Linked DNA regions of Gossypium hirsutum: region 2 is linked to region 1. A link is a contact called in public Hi-C data. All regions are on one chromosome and are shown on one strand. Each heading gives the region's core, a stretch centred on a gene start, on an enhancer-like site or on the middle of the called end of the contact. The rest is flanking DNA. Distances are from core to core; before and after follow the strand shown.

What was found. A called contact is a pair of places that touch in the nucleus more often than the background predicts.
Region 2: a contact with region 1 is called in a Hi-C map of leaf, with 5 times the contacts expected there. The contact joins the promoter of LOC107892027 here to the enhancer-like site in region 1. A contact is called at or near these places in 15 of 34 Hi-C or Micro-C datasets (callus, hypocotyl, leaf and 2 more).

Annotation. Positions count from the first base shown.
Region 1 is chrD09:24,969,788-24,976,910 of Gossypium_hirsutum_v2.1, forward strand. No RefSeq gene overlaps it. Among protein-coding and RNA genes, the nearest start is that of LOC107892025, 23 kb to the left of the region's middle. Within about 2 kb of position 3,279, at least 6 of the 9 cell types and tissues checked have an H3K27ac peak or open chromatin away from gene starts, as enhancers often do. A contact at or near this core is called in hypocotyl and leaf, where this site is marked.
Region 2 is chrD09:25,179,364-25,185,821 of Gossypium_hirsutum_v2.1, forward strand. It overlaps LOC107892027 (NADH dehydrogenase [ubiquinone] 1 beta subcomplex subunit 10-B), which reads right to left and starts at 4,990. Exons shown (of 3, transcript XM_016816994.2): 1 at 4,616-4,990; 2 at 4,189-4,243; 3 at 632-850. The coding sequence starts at 4,904. The coding sequence ends at 4,212.

The DNA of each region.
Region 1 (7,123 bases), core at 2,029-4,528:
ATACGACAAACACACAAAAAGACTTTTGAACCAATAAATCAGATATACTAGATCTCTATACAACCCGAAATATCACGACATGAAGGATGAAATGCAACAAAGGGATTGTAAATTTAAACCAAATTATCAATTTTCAATAAAAAGACCAAAAGTAATCAACTCACGGTTTGACTCTCTTATTTTATTCCCAAGTGTAGTCGCCAAGCTGTCGAAACACTTTTTTTAAATCGACTTATATTTTGAAAACGAAGGTGGGAGTCACCACCAATCACTTTTAGAAGGCGTGATCGGGCTACCTCGTAATTTGATTATTTTAATAAGAGGTTTGATTTATTAAAACAATGGTTTTCGATCGACAAAATCCAAAAAATGGGTTCGAGAGTCGGTTACGCATGAAGAAGTATTAACACCCTTGTTACGCCCAAAATTGGTACCTAATTGATTACTTGATGTCTTTAGTGTCGAAAATTGAAAATTTAAAGAGAATTTGAAACACGATCCCTTTTTGCATAATGTTATTAAGATATGATTTAACTAAATTAAATTAAATGGAAAAGGCTTTATTTTGAGTTAATCGAGAAGAAAGACCATGTCCCGAAAGTTAGGACACGATACCTTGGATTCTAGAAAACTAAAATAATCGCCATTTGATCGCTATCTAAATCTTACTTTTCGTTGTTTTAAATAGGATATGCGGTTATTTTAGTTTTAAGAAGATGTCATATTCTGTAAGTTAGGAGCATAACTCCTCAAATTTCAAAAATAACAAAATTGTCTCGATTTTAAAAATTTTCTTTTTTATGCATCATGCGAAAACGAACATAACATTTGAAATAACGTGTATTTGATTTATTCGGGTATAGTATAGAAATGAGTAAATATATTTGAACACGATTCGTAACATGGTTGTAGCAATAATAAAATAATAGCGCGCATAAACAAAACAATGATATACGGAAAAAAAAACAAAAATATCATACTAATAAATGATGATGATATAACTATAATAATAAAACACCAAATAAACAATGGCAATAATCATATTATAATTACTAATTCTAATACTAATTAAATAATAATAGGAAAAATAAATAATAATGATAATAATAATTAGAATAATACGAAAACCAAGTGCACGAATAAAGAAAATATAAACATCATAATTTTCAAATATAAAAAGGGTGAGAGATAATACATAGATAAACAAATAAATAAAATGATATATGTAATTACTATTCTAATTCTAATATAAATAATCGAAACACAATAAATAATAACAATAATAATTTGGGGCAACCAAAAATAAATAAATGCTTAAGGAGATGTAAAATATAATTTTTAAATATGTAAAAAAAGTAAAGAAATAATAGATAAATGAATAAATAAATATAAAAAAATAGAACAATATACATATAAGAATCTATAAAAGGTTGAAATTAAATGATTAAAGGATTAAATCAAAATTAAAATGAAATTAGGGAGTATAAATTATAAAAAAATAAAAATAGCTAATAAAACAAAAATAAGGATCAAAATGGAAAAATACAAAATTAAATGGTAAAATTGAAAAAAGAGAAAAAAAGAAATAGGACCGGATTGGAAACAGCTTAAAAAGCGGAAGGACTAAATGCGCAATAGGCTATTTTTTGAAAACACGTGGACCCTACTGCATGGACGAGTCGAGTCGTCGGGCTCCGCTTCGAAACGACATTTTTTTGGGGTATCTGATGCCAAGCCAAAACGACTTCGTATTGATGGCCTATTTAAGTTTAAAAATTCAAAAAAAAATTTAAAATAGGTTTAGAATAAAAAACCTTTCTTCTCTTTTTTTTTTCTTTGATGGCCTCCTTAGGTCGGCCATGGCTCCAGCGAGTCACAGCCGCGATGGCCACCGGTCACCGGTGACGGCTCTACCATCCACGGTGGCTAAAAAAAAGAAACCTTCGTTTTGGCTATTTCGGCTCCCTTCGACTCCGACAACAGAAACAACCACCAGGTGAGTTTTCTTTTTCTTTATATATATATACAATAATGGATTCAAGGAAAAAAAAGAAAAAAAATCACCTTTGAATTTTTTCGATTGTTTTGTTTTTACTTTTTTATTTCGATTTTTATTTCAGAAGCAAAAAACCCTACTCTTACAATCTGCTTTTGGCTTTTTTTTATAGTCATTTTACAATATATTTTTTTTATCATTTTTCTATTGCTCTTGCTACTGTTGTTTACGTGTTTTCTCTTCTTCTTACAAGGGTGATTAGTGATGGCAAAGCAGTTGGTGGTGGCAGGCTAGGGTGCAGCGGCGACTAGGTAGGGTGTGGCACTAGGTTTTTGTTTTTCTGAAAATAGTTTAGGCTGTTGTGGGCTTTAGGGTTTTTTTGGTTTGGGCCACTTGGGCTTGATATAATTTGGGTCTGATATTTGTCAATGGACTCTAGATCATATTATTTTTTTATTTTTATTTTGCTTTGATTTCTGTTCGGTTGGGCCCGGCAAAATTGGCTTCTACAAACACATTTGACCATAAGGGAAAATGTGAGTGGTTATTGATTAATTGGCATAAGAATGAGTTGGATTATATATTGGTGTAATGAGAATTACTTTTGAGACCAATTTGAAAGAATTTAAGAGTATAAAAATTAAATTGTAAATTTAACAATTTTATTGAGCGAAGGTAAAATTATATTTTTCAATATCCAAGGATGCGTACTAAGTATTAAATGAGAATTGCTGAATTTAGATTGATTACAAATTATTATGAAGGAATTGAGCAAAGAGGAAAAAAGAGCAAAATGATAAATTTACCACTTAAGGGTATTTTGATAATCTCGCATGATATTATAAGTGTTTTTTTTATAATATTAAATTATTGGAATTAAATTTATTTAAACGAGGATTAGTGAAAATGATTAAAAATACAAATTATGGAAAACGAATCAAATTGGAAATTGGAAAAAAATGGAATATATATATGAATTTGATGGGGCGTGGCCCCCACCATTGCGGATCTTGGTCTGCAAAGCCTAATGAGGCTTTGAATTTTGAATGGCCCAATCGGCTGCAGTTCAAAAAAATAAAATAAAAAAGAGAAAGTAAATGGATGAGTGGCGGGCCGTGTCCCCCACCCTGCCCGTTTAGGCTTTAGAAAGACGAATTGGCTAAAGGGCCATTCGACCATAAATGAAAAATAATTAAACAAGTTTTAATGTGGGGAGGGGGAGCAGAGAAGGCTCATCTCCTTGCCCAAATCACGCGGCTAAATGGGAAAGGGACGGATTTGTCCACGAAAGTTTAGCGACAAGGATAACGAGCCATATGGAGCCGACATGGGCGGAAGCCCAAGCCCTTATACGCGGGATTCAACTAGCAGGAGAAAAAGAATTGTGGAAACCGACTGCGCACTACTTGTCACATAAACAATCCATATTAGATTTATGTTTATCAGGAACTATCTTAGATAATGTTAGGTCTTTCGATTATTTAGAATTTTCGGATGTAGGGACAATTTGAGTAAAATTAGCCTAAGTATGGCGGTTGAGGAAGTTTTCAGGTTTGATTACCCTCGTTCGATACATTCATTGATTGTTGTTCATGTTGCTATTTCTTAATAAATTTAAAGGTCAAAGCCCATTTACAGCTTTTTTACTCCATTGATGCAAAATAATTAATTACTTACAAAAATAATTCGAAGTCAAAATTTATATGCAAAAATGATTTGTTCTCCATAGTATCCACTGATGTCACTTGATACACTAGCGGCACCGCTCCCAATGATGACTAGGGATGAGCAAAACTCAATTTGACTCGAAAAAATTGAAAAAATTTTGAATTTCGAGTTACGAGTTAAACGAATCGAGTTATTTGAGTCAACTCGAATATTTTTTTTTTGAATTTTGAGTTCGAATCAAGTTTGGTTTTCAAATTCGAATAACTCGAATAATTCGAATAAACCGAATATTAAACTATAATAATTTACATTATTACTCCAAACTCCTAAACCTCTTCACTTTCCTCTCAAAACTTTTACTCCCTCCCATTTTGCCCCCATAACTTTTGCTCCCCTCCCATCCTAGCCCCGTTCTACCCCAAACCCATTCTCCCCCTCCCCCCCCATTTTTTTAATATTTCCCTCTCAAAATTTTACTCCTCCCATTTATTCCCCCCCCAAAAAAAAAAATTTACTTCCTCAACCTCAAAAACTTTTTATTTCCCCCTAAATTTTTATTTCTCACCCTTTACCACCAAATAAAAAATTAAAATCATCCAAAAAAATTTCCTAAACCTAAATAATAATTTTATTTATATCTACTATTTATATTATTAAAATAAATTTCACATTTTATACTATTTATATTATTGAATTATTTTATCATATTGAATCATTATAAATTTTTGCTAAAATTGAATTATTGATGATGCCATAAGATATAGATCTTCCATATATGTTATTCTCTTTCCTTTACCATATTTGATTTTCTATTTTCCCTAAAATATTAAATTCCCTTTTATATATCTATTTTCCACATATGTTATTCTCTTTCCTTTGCCATGTTTGATTTCCTATTTTCCATAAAATATTCAATTCCCTTTCAGATCACTATTTTACATAGTTGTTATTCTCTTTCTTTTCTCATATTTGACTTTCCTTCTCGTCTCTCTATCTTTCTCCCACATCTCTTTCTTTCCATTCTCATCTCATTTAAGATTTATTTTTTGAAACAATATTTCATTTACTGGTGGTGATACTAACAAGCCAATAATAAAATAACCACTTATAAAGCAAGTATCGATCATGGGTTTTCCCTTTATTTTTTTTCAGTTTTCTTTTTTCTTTTTCTATTTCAACGGTTTCTTTTCAGCCTTTTTTTCCTGTTTCGCCTATTTTTTTAAAATTCCCACTAGTACCGCCTAACACACTAGTAGAATCCATTCAAAAATATATTTTCCTTTTTTTTTTTATCTTTTTCTGAATACATGTATTTTTAATGGGTATTTTGAAAACTAAAGACTGGTGCAGCCTAACAAAGTGGCAACACCTAATTTTTTTTTTAAAAGCTGATGATTGGGTCATCATTTGGGGAGAGTACCGTCGGTGTGTCAGGTGGCACCAACGAGCACTATAGAGAACGGGTCATTTTTGTAAATAAGTTTTAACTTGTGTTATTTTCATAAATAATTAAATATATTGGGTCAATGGGTAAAAAGCCCCCATTTACTTAAAAAAAAAAAGAAGGGAGAGCTTTTCTCTCCTTTCCATATCTTCTTAATTATTTTTCTTAAATCTAAGCTAATATCCAACTTCAAACTTTGATTTTTCACTAATATCAAGTGAAAAATTTATTTTCAAGCTAAGGTTTTATGGGGTTTTTGTAATGCCCCAAAATTTTTATTTTTTTTCTTGCGAAGGTGTGACACAATTGTGTATCTGCTTTAGTGGTTAAGTGTTCTGGATGTGTGAGAGGTCCCAAGTTCAAGCCAAGACTTGGGCAAATTTTGGTATTTTTATGAATAAGCTCTACCTTTGGTCAATAGGCTTTTAAGTAAAAGATGGAAAATAATTAATCGAATAGGCTTGCTGGTCTGGTGGATAAGTGGAGTGTTGGTGTGAAGGAGGTCTTATGTTCAATTCTTTGTGATGGCGTGGAGATAGTATTTTTGCTCCAATTTCGGCTATGAGTTGTGTTGGGGCAAAATTCTGAGTAGTTGTGTTTTAATGGGTTAATAGGGAGTGATTTTAAGAGATAATAGGGGAGCGGTTATCAGAAAATAATCTGATTATCTTTTTGTTGCAGAAAAAAGTAGAGTTTCGGTTTTCTCTCCAATTGCCCAAACTTTTTCTGACGTTTTATTCTTCTTTTTTCCCTTCTCTACCAATTCTTTCCCCTAATTGCTGCCGAAATTTCCATTATTTTTTCCCTTTTCGTTTCTTTCTTTATTTTCCAATTGATTTAGTTGTTCATTGTTGGTTGCGTGTGTTCGGTAAGTAATGGTTTTGTCTATTGTTAATCGTTCTTGGTTAATCTCTGAAAGGGGGATTCCTTTTTGGTGTTTAAGAGTTAATCAAGGGGCTGGTGGTTTTGAATCGACGCTGTGATTGTGCGAAGTCATGGTTACTAAAGTGAGGTAAGGGTTTTGTTAGGTTTTTAGTCGAGTTCCTTCCAAAATTGGTTGATTAAAAACGAATTAAGTGATTCATCTGGAGATATGTTGGTCGATTTTTAGGTTCTGGAGGCTTAGGAGTGCTTACGCATTAGAAACGATACTAGGTGTGTACCCAAAACGTAGAAAATAGGATTCGACGAAAAGCTAAAATTGCTTGCTGTCGAGAAATAAGAGAAATAAGAGAAAATGATGTGAAAATTTGTAGAGAAAGGAAATAAGGGTGTTATAAACTTGGAAATCAACATTCTGCACTAAAATAGTTTTGGACAGCAGCATCAGTCTAACTTTGAAAAATCATCAAAAATAGTGGAAATTGAGTTAGAGGTTGAATAAAATATGAAATTAAATTTTATTGAGTCTAGTTTCTCATGGAAGAAACAGTGTAAGCAATGGAATTATAAATTATGAGATATAATAAAGTATGTGAGACAAGGTCAGAATGAATTCAGGTTTCCCTGTTCTGACTTTGGAAAAATCATCGAAAAATGTAAAAAAAATTAGGGGCTTAAATTTATATATTTAAATCCTTAACAAGTCTATTTTCAAGAGAAATAAACAGAAACATCATCCGAATTCCGTACTAAGAAATAAATAATTTTTAGTAAGAAAAGGTGAAGCTGTCAAACAACAAAATAGGGATAACTTTGAAGATTTTACTGTACTTATTTGATAATCCATAAATTCTAAAAAAATTATGGTAGAATTTTATTTGAGTCTAGTTTTGAAAACATCAACCAGATATTAATTTGAAATTCTGTAGCTCAAGATATAAATAATTTAGTGAAAATGACTCAAGTAGATATCTCTAAATGATCATATAAGTAAATAGTGAAAACATATATGAATATTTAGCTAGCATGGGTTACATTAAAAATGGATCACACGGACAAGGCCAATTTGGGCCGAGTGGGCCACACGGGCATAGGGGCCGATTTTTACCGGAATGTTTCTAAGGTTGCATGGG
Region 2 (6,458 bases), core at 3,740-6,239, 210 kb after region 1:
CTTCTAAGTGTCAAATTCAATCAACCTCATTCGTGAATCGTGACAGAAAAGTTCAAACTATAAAGACGCATTATTGAAAAGAGAAACTATGAATTACGAACCCCAAACATAAACTATAAAACAGACACGAAACATTAAAAAAAACAAAAACAAATAAACACAATAATTTCATTGTTCTTGTCCGTGTTGACTATGAGGTAGAGAGATGATTTCACTTTCATGAAAATAAGCCCTTGTCTTAATGTCCATTCTTCCAAAACTACCCATATTTTATTGTGTTTCACATGTTATGATTAAGCAAAATTGAAGAAAATGAAAGAGGTTAAGCGTCGGATGCAAGGTAAATCACTTTAACAATGCATGTTTACTAAGTACGCTCCCGATACTTTTATCTAGTCACAAAATTAACTTCATAAACTCAAAACATAAAGAAAAATTATATATCCAAACCCGGTAAAACTACATGTTGAAAGAGCATCAAAGCACTTAAATTAAACCCTCACCTGATCTGATTTCGGAGTAGGACACAACAGTTTACCACAAACCTTCCTAAATTAAACCCAACAGAAAATACTTCAATATCAACAATCAAACTGGGCATCAAAACTATAACCTCTTATCAAGCATGAAATGACAAGGAACTTATTTCATTTATCTGATGTACTGTTTACGGACAACTCGCCCAAGTAATTTACCAAGATTTTGGATGCTAACCAGAATGGAAAAAGAAGATGGCATTACGTTTGATCTTTGTTATAAGAGTCTTACAACACAAAAAACAATAGTGACAATGTAGGTGGACAATTATTCGAATCCCACACTCCTTACTTTGCTGCCTAAAGTCAGTCACCTGCAGCAATGAAGCATGATATTATTAGCTCTATTTTTCCAAGTTTTGAATTATAACACAAATGTAAACTTTACACCTAACACAGAGATTGACTAAATAATTCTGAAGACAGTCCTTTCATCAGAAATGCACAATTCGGTGGTCATACCACATAAAATAGATAAAGAACACTGGAAAGACCATAATATACTCGGCAATGTAAAAGGTGAAGAAAAAAGTCTCACTCAAGATGATACTAAAGGAATGAAAATGTAGTGATACCACCACCACCTGAAGCTAGCACAAAATATGCTCCTTTGTTTTATTTATTTATTAATTACTTGTTCTCATTTACTCTGGGAATCTAAATTTCATGTCACATCATAGGGTATCATATTAGACCAGAATGTTCGTATCAACTCTTACAATAAAACTATCGATATAAACCTCCTTAACACATATATTCAAATATCCACCTCATCCTTGTTTTATTACATTCTAAAACTGCAAGGACCCACAAAATTCATTTAAAAGAAAAAAAAAACAGAGATGAAGTGATAAACCATAAAGCAAATGGAGTAGTTTAGATGTAACAAAATGAGAACTGTGAAGTTCTCACAGTGACCGCTACGTAAAACAGTTTCATGTAACCTCTCAACCACACTTTCAAGGTAAACAGCAAATCGTTTTCAAAATAAAAATAAAAAAGGGTAAACCGCAAATCAATGGTTGTTCTCTGAATGCAACCAATTAATATTGTAAACTACTTAAGAAATCAATGAATAGTTTCTCTTTGGAATGCAAGTTGCCAACAGTGCGTTCAATACAAAGCTATATATATTTGAACGCATTTACTTATAAAGAATTCTAGCTATTTTTTTTATAGGTATCACGTAATTTGGTTAGTAGACTGGAATCAGAGAGGACTGGAACAGAGATGTTTGATTGGTAAAATTATGTCAAAGAATATGCAAGGAATAAGCATAAAATACTATTTTACCCTTAAGTAAAATATTTATATATTTCTTTAAAAAATTTCCCTTATATTTTAATCTTCTATAAAATATCAATAATAAAAATTTTAATAATAAAATTAACATAAATTTAATAAAACATTAACTACAAAATATCATATTCATTACTAAAATTGGGATAAGATTTTAGTGTACTTCCTCTGTTTTCCCTCTATTTTCATTTTTCTTAATAATAGAAGATTGACCTTGCATGTCAGCATGTCATTACTGGTGAAACCAGTGAGCACAATCAACACAAGGTTGCCAATCTGGCATGCTGTGGCACAGTCAACCACAATATGAATCTTTCTGACACTTTTGAGGCCATATTTGCCTAGTAATTTAACTTCATTCAAAGTCCAACCATAACAAAAAGCACTATCTGACGAGTAGTTATTTTTTCCCAAAAAAACCAATGCTTAAATATTTTTTTATGATTTTATTTCTTTACCCACAGAATGGATATAGCATAAAACTAGTAGCTTTTTAATAACCCTAAGTTTTCTAGAGTTCCAACTTCTTTCTACTTGTTAGATCATAGGATTTATATTAGAGTTTTCTATTAAGCCATGGTTGGAAGTGATAGTGAGGAAGAGGAATTCAGTGTAGCATATAGTGTGCAATTGAAGAAATGTCGTGTGCACAAATGGGAACCTAGATAGAGATTCTGGACTGTACCCACAACCAGTTTGACATATCAGAAGGTAGCCTCCCTAATAAATTCAATTTCGGTGAGGAAGAAAACCACTTTCATGATGTTAGACCCACAAATTGTGTAGTACGAGGTGGATTGAAGGAGCAGATAGCACATGCTTTTGAATTAAAAAGAGGTGGAATTAACATTGAAACTGTTGATTTTCACGACAGGATGCATATGAAAGAACAAGAGTACAATCGGTTAGATCCTATTTATGATGAGTATTCCAAAGAAAGTGAAGCAGCTACGCATCTAGTTCAAGGAGAGTCCTCAACTGTTCGTGAAGAGTTGACAACAACAACTGAAGGTGAAGAGGAGTCTAACCGTGCCGTAGATGCAATTAGCCAACGATCCTCACTATTAAAGGCGTTGACTGCTCAAGTGAAGGGTTTTAAAGAAGTTAGGGATCAACACCAACCTGACCCGTACTTTAGCCCAAACATATTTGAGAGTCCCAATATGTTTGGCATGATCCATGAGGCCTCTGGAGAACTAATTAGGAAAATCATAGCCAATGATTGTAAGACAAATCAAGTATTGAAATAGATTCTCCCTTGAATAGTGATTAGGATCCTAGCCAGCATTCCAAAAAGAAGTGTTACCGTAGCCATCCTCAGCATAAAGTCCAAGAGATAGAAGCATACTTTAAAGAGCATCCTCAATTAGATGATAAAGCCTTGTCAGATATTCCTATGTCTATAGATCATATTCTTGTTGGGATACCTTGGTTGAGTAATATTCTTGGTCAATTGACTGGTTCTGTGGAGTTTTCAATGATTGATTTGAAGAGTGGTTATCACCACGATAGATTGAGAAGTGTTGATGAATGGAAGACAACTTTTAAGACTCCAAATGGCCTTTAGGAGTGATTAGAAAGGCCAAACGCATCTATGTGGATCATGAGTGTTGTGGGCAGACAACTAGGCATTGCAAAACAGTACGCAACTGTTGTAATATCTACTTTAAATGCTGTAAATTTCTCCAAGACCTGCTCATCAAAAACTAAAGCTGGCAAACTTGCTCAGTGTGAGAGCAAGAATACTCCTACTGCTCATATAGCAAAAAAGACATTGATGAGGTAGATGAGAAAAGTTGAGATGGTAAATCAGCTGTCAGCGCACCAGCTCAAGAAAAAGCTGCCCAGCTTCTGATATTCCAAAAGAAGAAAGTACAAAACTATCTATTACTGGAGCTGACACAAAAGAATTGGAAAACATAGGATTTCTAGTAATTAAAGATAGGGACAGTAATCGCGTTGAGGTTTACAACATGGAAGTAGATATCTCTAGAACTAATGCGCTCTCTTTGAAAGATTTTACTGCTTAATCAACCAGGGGGGTCTTTGAAACATAACCAATAATCATAAAGCCTTAAACTATTCTTTTTCCCCCACCTTCTACTTTATAATTTCATATTTTTCTCCACCAACTTGGCTTCCATAAACTTTCTGTAAGTTCATATCACAGGCATGTTCATGCCCACCTGATTTGGTTAAATTGTTTTGAAATTTTCTTTGTACAGATTCTAAAGTTCAAGCAAACGGTTCCAGAACAACATCAACAAAGCAAGAAATAATTCTGTTGAACCAATAACAGTAACAAGGATTGTTCAGTAGATAGTATATAGAACGAATTAGAGTCCGAGATTACCTATCATGACCAAATGCAGCCATTCATTCTGAATCGATCTCTTCAACCTTTGGACCTAAAATCCCAAATCATCAACACAAAATCAATACAGCTCAGCCATTCCTTCCCCAAAGAACAATGTTGACTAATCCACAAATAAATGGATAAATCAATGCTGAATCTTTTTTGTAATTTTTACTCTTGTTTTGCTTCCCACTCTGAAAAGTCGTTATAGAACGTAGCTAATAAAACAAATTCAGAATCAAATTAAAAACTTTTAAAAAATGAACAGTTAATACATATAAAAGCAAAATATACATTGTCTATGGCAAAACTACTGATCTTGTTTGAAATTGGGGAAGCAAAGAGCAAGTAATAAGAAATCATAACCAATCGAGTTTATAATAAATAAAATGAAGTCTTTTATGTAGTAAAGAAAGATAGGGACCGTGGAGGGAGGGATGACGGCCATCCTTGCCCCAACCGATGCCACGGGTGGCGTCGAGGTACTGGCGTACGAGATGGCGGCACTTCTGGAGATGGTTGACCCCTTCGATGCGGTAGCACCACCTGACCTTGTCACGGAGGATCTTGGCTTTCTCAATGTCAATCCATTTCTCTCGAACTATATGCTCCCTCATCTCAAGCATGGCCACAGGGTCTTTGTAGGGATTGGCCGGGTCGAAGTCATCCGGCGCCGTTTCTTCGAACTCTGCTACTCCCTTCTTCCTGCCCATCTCTTTCTCAGTTTCTCTCACTCGGCTCTTGCTTGCTTGCCCTTCGGTTTGTTTTAGTGGAGATTTTGGGTTTGAAATTGGGTTTCCGCTTATATTTTTATTTTCTGGACTTCTTTTGTAGCCTTTCCCGGCCCACTGAATTTTTGTTCAGTTGAGGACGGAAACCGATACACTAAACTAATATAAAGCAACTATGTTTTATTGAAAGAATTCATACAAAAGTTAGATGAGATTGTATTTTTCATTTAGTTTTAATTCGATTTGCATCGGCATTATTGTCAGTGCAAGAGAGTTTGGATTCGAGTGTGCTAAAGTGCATTATCCTATTGAAGAGGAATTAATGGATAGTTCTAAATATTATATCACAAAGAGCGATAAAAACCTATAATAAAATTAATCTTAAAAAAAAAGGATTATGCTTAAAATTGTAATATTTTTATTTCAATTCTTATCATACGTTGTATATTTACATTTAGCATCTATTTAAAATATATATATATGAAACACGGGTTTAAAAAAATTGAATTGACAAGAATACTTTTTATTATAAATTATATTACTAAATTGACATTAAAATAATAAATTGTTTGTATTATTATGTGATAATAATAAAAGTAATATTAATTAATACGATAGTATATTAAGGTGAAATTATTTCATTTGATCATATCTTTTTTTTAAAAAAATTGAAGAATAAAAAGTTCTACTTATAAAATAGCATAATATATTATTAATTAATAAAATTATAAATTATAAAATTATTGTACATAATTGGATAAGTTAAAAATAATAAAAATTGAATCTTTTGATTACATAAATATAATTTTTATTTTAAATATGATAATAATTAATAATGTTAAAAATATTTTTTATAATTAAATTATATATATAATATTATTATAATGGTCTAATCTATAATGTATATATTTATTTATTTATTCTTAATTTATATATCAAAACTCAAAAGAAAATAAATATATTTTAAAAATAACTTAACTATTTTTTTTATAAATATTAAATACATCTAACCAAATCGATTTGATTCAACACAAATCCTACTTAACAAATAGTATGACTCATATCTATTTGAGAAATTAATATAAAGAAAATCGATCATTTAAGAATCAATACTTTGTACTATCTATATTTCTCATATTTTTTTAAATCTATAAAATAAAATAATATAATATAATATAAAAATAGGTATAATTATTTTATTAATAATGTTTTCATTACCAATGTAATAGTTATTATGACTTAATTAAACTTTGGATCCATAATAAATTATATTTATTATTATAAATTAATTATCATTTAATTAGTAAATAGTTATATAGCAATTAAAACTAATATTTAACACTATAAATATATGCACAATGACACATTTTCATTCAAAATAACATCTAAAAAATATTATTTTAAAAAATCATATTTTAGCATCATTTAATAGGTTTTGTTTCAACACCGAAAAAGGTATGGCTTTCATTATTATTTGAGATGTTTAGTTATTATTTGATTTCGATAGTTTTACTACTATTTAATTTTAATAATATT